Linked DNA regions of Mus musculus: region 1 is linked to region 2. The links are chromatin contacts, called in public HiChIP or PLAC-seq maps. All regions are on one chromosome and are shown on one strand. Each heading gives the region's core, a stretch centred on a gene start, on an enhancer-like site or on the middle of the called end of the contact. The rest is flanking DNA. Distances are from core to core; before and after follow the strand shown.

Region 1 (2,779 bases), core at 219-2,718, 48 kb after region 2:
AAGCAAAGTGAAGAGAGCTGTGCCCATGCTGGGACATCTAAAATCTAAAATCTGAGGGATGAAGATGTGAGGATGAGGAGTCCAAGGCCAACCTCAGCTACATAGTAAATGGCAGCCCAGGCAGCCTGGTCTACATGAGACGCTTTTCTCCTCCGCACCGGAAAAAAATGGTTAAAAATTATTTTTAATAATATATATTTATTATATATTATATTATATAAATATTATATATTATATTCAATAACATATATATGACTCAAAGAAATGGGGCTTTTAAAAATCTCCAACTCAACTTCAGTCAGTTTATGAACTAAGTTTTATTGTATGGTGCTATAAATTATTAATAGGGTCATTAGATTATTTTTGCACCAAAAAATTCATTTCCACAAAAAAATGTATCGCTTTTGAGCCAGGGGGTGGTGGCACTCGCCTTTAATCCCAGCACTTGGGAGGCAGAGGCAGGTGAGTTTCTGAGTTCGAGGCCAGCCTGGTCTACACAGAGAAACCCTGTCTCGAAAAACCAAAAAAAAGAAAAAAAGTATCGCTCTTATATTATTTGTCTTTTATGAAATCATTTTTATTCTATGGATTTTCCATACTTAATATCATAAATTTGATTAATAAAGCTAAGTTCACAGCATTTTTAAAAAACCCTAATCTGTGTCAGTTTAGACTAAGGTGTTCTGATACAATAATCTTTTCCAGAAAACTTTTTGATTCTTTGATTATTAAATGTATATTCCTCAAATTAACTTTAAAACAATTTTAAAAATATTTGCTGGGATCCTTCATTTGTTAGACAATGAGAGCGATGTGAAAATTCTACTCTTTGTTGCCATAATAAATTTGAAATATATAATAAACATTGTCTTAGTTAGGATTACTGTTGTTGTGATAAAATACCATGACCAAAGAAATAAAGGGTTTATTCAGCTTATGCTTCCACACCACAGTGCATCAACACAGAAAGTCAGGACAGAAACTCAACCAGGGCAGGAACCCGGAGGCAGGAGCTGTTAGGAATTGGTTCTAATGCTTTGTCTTAATTTGGTTCCCAAAAGCCTTGCTTCCAGACGTTGAGGGTCCCTGCCCCTAGCTGGCTTTGATTGGTAATAAAGAATTGCTGTACAGCCGATAGCTGGGCAGGGAGATGGAGGTGGGACTTTAGATTGCACGGGCAAGGGATCCAGGGGGAAGAAGAGACAGAATTGCCATGACAGAGAAACAAAGAGAGCAGTTTAACATAGTGGGGAAAGCGCTGCTATCACTTACACACCTGAACAGTTCTCGTTGCTTGGGAAAGTGGGGGTGCCAGGTTTATAGTGAGACGTGTCTTGTCTCAGCTACGCACTAGACACTACCCACTCATTGCTTCGTAGGCATCAACAGACCGTGCTCCACATTCTTATTGCCTGTCCTGTCCCTCAGCTCCCGCACCATTACTGAAAATCTGCCCGGTTCTTCCCTCCGGCTCCCAAGGAACCCATGGGTGATTCTGTGAGGTGAGGCTCAGCCCGAGGCCTGAGGCTCTTCCCTTCTTTCCTCTGCCGTGTTATTCCACCAAGAACCTTCTGGACTGAATGGTGTTTTCATTTGCTCTTCCTGTTTGAATTCCTAAATTATTAACAAGGAGGATGCCCTCATGGCTTCCATTTTCTTACCACTCACTCATTTCCTTGGTTTCTTGAAATTTGGATTCCATCCTTGGTTTGCTTTCTGAACATAATTCCTTCAAAGAGTTACCAATTACCCTACGTTTGGCAACACGTTCAGTTTTTTTTCCTTGGCCTTTATGCACCGTTGAGCACAGGAGGGCATCCCGTTCTCCTGAGCCTTTCTTCCTCCTCCGTGCCACTTGTAGGCTCAGCTAGACCTCTATAGCACTGTTCTGTCCAGAGGTGTCCTTTCTGGCTTCTCTTCTTCCTTTCACAAGCTCTGAGTAAATAACCTACTGTTAGCTTTCAATCCGAGACAAATGGCTGAGCTGCCTACTTAACATATCAAAGCCGACCTGGCTACCAGGTTCTCCCAGCATTCCTCAGTCCCTGGCTGGCATACTCCACCCCCACCCTAAACGCTCCAGCAGAGCTGGACTGATCTTCCCTATATGATCCAACCATCTCCATCTCCATAATAACACAGAGACTCATATTTATTTATGAAAGCTGAGACCTTACTTTGCTATCTCTCAGCTGGCTCATATAACTTAACCTATTTATTCTAATCTGAGTTTGCCACAAGGCCTGTTACTTCTCATTCAGTCCCCATGTGTCTGACTTCCTCTGTGTCTGCCTGGCAAATACTTGTCCCTTAATTATTCCCCAGAGTTCCTATCTCTGCCCATAAGTCCCGCCTTTCCCCTCCTGCCTCAGTTATTGGCTGTCAGCTCTTTATTAAACCAATTGGAAGGTGATGGAGAGGAGTGTTTACAAAATACTGATCCATAAAAAGTAACAATACCAAGTCTGGACGTTACTCAGCTCTCCTCCAGTGCAGAAGCCAACATTTGAATAATGCAAAGACAACCTTTACACTGTGGACAAAAAGATTACCCCAACATCCAACCATCTTGCTCCTTCTGTACCTTTGGGCCTCCTGACTGCTGTACCTGGTTATGTAAGACTCTGGCGAGCCTTAGCTTACCAGAGACACCCTGAGTGAACAACTCGGAGTCGGGGATCAATGTAAAAGCAAGAGGAATTTTATTGTTCCAGTATACTGGGATCACTCTGCACACAAAGGAGAGAGAACAACCCGAGTGCAGCCCGTTTGAGTTTGT
Region 2 (3,176 bases), core at 596-3,095:
CAGCTATTCGGGAGGCTCAATGGGAGGATGGCAAATTCAAAGCCAGTCCAGGCTAGAAGTTCAAGGCCAATGTAAACAACTTAAGGAGACCCTGTCTCAAAAAAATTTTAAACTCAATTTTTCCTTTTTTTTTAATAAGGACTCCATTCAGATTGGATTAGGTCTATGCTGAAAGTCTCATTTTAACTTACCTATTTCCTTTATAATGCCCTTATCTCCTAATGTAGTTACATTCTGAAGTAGTAGACGTTGTGAGTTTTGAAAACACAATTCAGCCCATAACAGTTCAGTCCATAACAAATTTTGGTTATAAACAACTAAAACCAACTCTAATTTCCATATAAGAGAATATATTAAGAATATTGGTCACATAGTCTAGCATTAGCATGGGATAGGTTTAGTTAGAAGTTAGGAACAAAAGATAATAGTGAACTATGATTTTTCAGCTATGACTGTGAAATTCTAGATTGTTTACAACTTTTCCATACTTACGATTGCCATAAAAAAATTCTTTAAAATTAGAGACATTAAATGAATCACTAAAAAGGGGGATATTAAGATTACTACATTCTGCTACTACAGGAATTCTTAATCAACTTCTGAAGAATAAATAATACAGAAAAGTAAACTGTCACAGTGTTCCACAAAGGCTCCTGTTGAGTTGGGTGACACTCCTAGGGAGAGTGGAACACATGAAGGGAAGTAGATCACTGGGGAAAGCCCTTGAAAGGAATATTGGGTCCCCTGCCCCTAAGTGTCTCTTTTTGCTTTGGTTGCCATCAGATGAACACTGTCCATTTCCCTCATGGTGGCATTAGGGTTCCAAAGTAGTTTTCTGCTTATGAAATTGTTGAAAAACTAATAACTCCCTTCTCTGGAAGGATGATTCTTCTGTTAATCAATGTAGGTAAAACAGTAACCATGCAAAAGAACAGCCATTCATTGTGTGCTTTTTTAAAGTCAGTATTTGGCTGAATAAAAAATAGTAGATTCATTTGCATATCAAAAGCCATACTTTTGGTTTAGTCTACAATATAAACAGAGCCCTGAAGCAAGACTAACCAGGCTGAAATTCTTATCTTGGATTTTACATTTAGCCACCTTTCTTTCTGCGTTTCATCTCAAACAGTGCTAACAGTTAACCATTCGTACCTCAGTGTAGATGTAATGAGTGAAATCGTGTGTGTAAAGTCATTATGGAATTTACCAAACACTTAAACTAACCTTAAATTGGGCTTGGCCCATACTGTTAGGCTAGTTTGACATAGTAAAATAGTGATTTTTTTTTTTCCGGAATCGTTAAGGCAGCCCCCTAAAATTAGTACAGGACTTGAAGAGAAACTAAGGATTTCACCCACTAGGACTCCACGTCTGACGATCTCCAAATGAAACTTTATTTCTTTACGCAACTTCATACTGAAGGTGCTGCATTGCAACCCTGCCCCTCCAGAGGACAAGACAGTAGCTCATAATTGATGCAGCCGCTCCGTGATTACTCAAGATGGTACTGTCCAGTGCTAACTAGATCTAGAACTCTCTACGCCAGGGGTCTATACAAGTGAGGTGAGGAGGCATCACTCGCGGTGCTAATGAAGGACGAAGCCAAGCAAGTGGCAAGCGCCTCACCAAAAGGAGGCGTCACACGCCGCGCCTTTCCCAGTTCCCACGTCTCATCCACGCCCCCTCCCGGCTCGGCGCAGCCGGAGCGCACGCGCAGCTCCACTTCCGGGCGCCTCGCCTCGCGCCCCACAGTGCATAGCGGCGCCGTGCTGTCGCAAAGGCCACATCCGGGCGGCGAATGAGCGAGTCGCTTTCCGTGCGCTGCGGCGGCGGCTGGGTCTTCCTGCTCCCGCCGAGCTGCCGGACGCCCCGACGGTAGCCATCTGCGTCGCAGTCGGCCCGGTGCCCCCCGCCTCCGCGATGCCCCCCAAGAAACAGGCTCAGGCCGGGGGCAGCAAGAAGGCGGAGCAGAAGAAGAAGGAGAAGATCATCGAGGTACGTCCCCTCCCCCTCCCCGCCGCACCGGGCTGGGGCTCGCCGGGCTGCGGAGCGCGGCTCCCCGGGGCCACGTGTCGGCGCCCGGCCCGGTGGGCCCCGACTGAAGTGGTTCTCGCCGCCCCTCATCGCTGTAGTGAGGCCGCTGCGCCCCCGCGCTCGCCGCGTCTCCACCCACGCGCCCGCCGCGCCCACTCGGCCGCCCAGGGACCCCCGGCCCGGCCTTTCGATGCTCACGACTTTCCGCGGCTCCTCGGGCTGTGCCTGAAAAAACAAGCTGAGTGGCGCTCTGGAAGGCCCCTCCTGACTGACCTGACGCCTTGGGTTTGGTTTTTTTCTTTATCAGGCAGTGAGAGGTAGCGCTGTTCATTTTCAAGAGCCAGCGGACTATTTACCACTTTTTTGTTGTTGTTGTTTCTTTTGGTGTTTGGTCCATCTGGAAACTTTCGTGTCAAGAACAGAGGTTTCCCAAAAAGCGTGGCCCAGCGGTTTTGTACAGAATGCTTCGTTCATACATGGAGTCTGAATTAAACGTAGGCTCTGTCACAGTACCTATGTTAAATTGGGAGCTCCCAGTTTACCTACACACACACACACACACACACACACACACACGAGCGTCTTTTAATGCATTGAACTTGTAGGCATTCAGTGAGTGAGGCAAGGTACTGATGTTCTTAAATGTTCCTCAGGTTACAACGATTGTCTACTTGAGTTTCCTTAAGATAGGTAATGAAATTTCACATTCGATAAACGTATTTCTTCCATACTAATCCTCATTTAAAAGTAAATGGTACCTCATAGACTTGGATGTAGTTGGAAGAAAAGATGACTATTTTACAGCATCTGAGTATAAAGTAACCTTTAGTAGGCTCGTTCTTATTAAAATAGCCAGAATGAATGTTTGGGGTTTCGAAATGAGATGTTTGCTTATGATCGTTTTTTTTCAACATTTGATTGTTATAGCCTTGAAAGATAGAAGTGAGAATTCGCCAGGGTTCCTTTATACACGCTAATGAGATTAATCTTTTGTCAGATTGTATGTAGTTAAAGTTGGCTGATTTAATTTAAATAAAATTAATGTGAACACATCTAATAATTTACTGACTGTTGGAGTTCTAAGGTAGAACTGCCGTAGCCAAACATCTGGAAGCAAAACTGTTGCCAAGCAGTGCTGGTGT

Evidence for each region. HiChIP or PLAC-seq counts read pairs in DNA pulled down with a chosen protein or histone mark.
Region 1: a contact with region 2 is called in an H3K27ac HiChIP or PLAC-seq map of embryonic stem cells, with 8 read pairs. The contact joins the enhancer-like site here to the promoter of Zc3h15 in region 2. A contact is called at or near these places in 1 of 39 promoter capture datasets (hippocampal neurons), 1 of 15 datasets of contacts at CTCF or cohesin (the NIH/3T3 cell line), 2 of 484 Hi-C or Micro-C datasets (both in embryonic stem cells), 4 of 115 datasets of contacts at active chromatin or transcription factors (bone marrow-derived macrophages and embryonic stem cells) and 3 of 9 other capture datasets (adipose tissue, liver and pancreatic islet).

Annotation. Positions count from the first base shown.
Region 1 is chr2:83,691,038-83,693,816 of GRCm38.p6, forward strand. No RefSeq gene overlaps it. Among named protein-coding and RNA genes, the nearest start is that of Itgav, 32 kb to the right of the region's middle. Within about 2 kb of position 1,469, at least 25 of the 459 cell types and tissues checked have an H3K27ac peak or open chromatin away from gene starts, as enhancers often do. A contact at or near this core is called in embryonic stem cells, where this site is marked.
Region 2 is chr2:83,642,733-83,645,908 of GRCm38.p6, forward strand. It overlaps Zc3h15 (zinc finger CCCH-type containing 15), which reads left to right and starts at 1,846. Exons shown (of 10, transcript NM_026934.3): 1 at 1,846-1,995. The coding sequence starts at 1,921.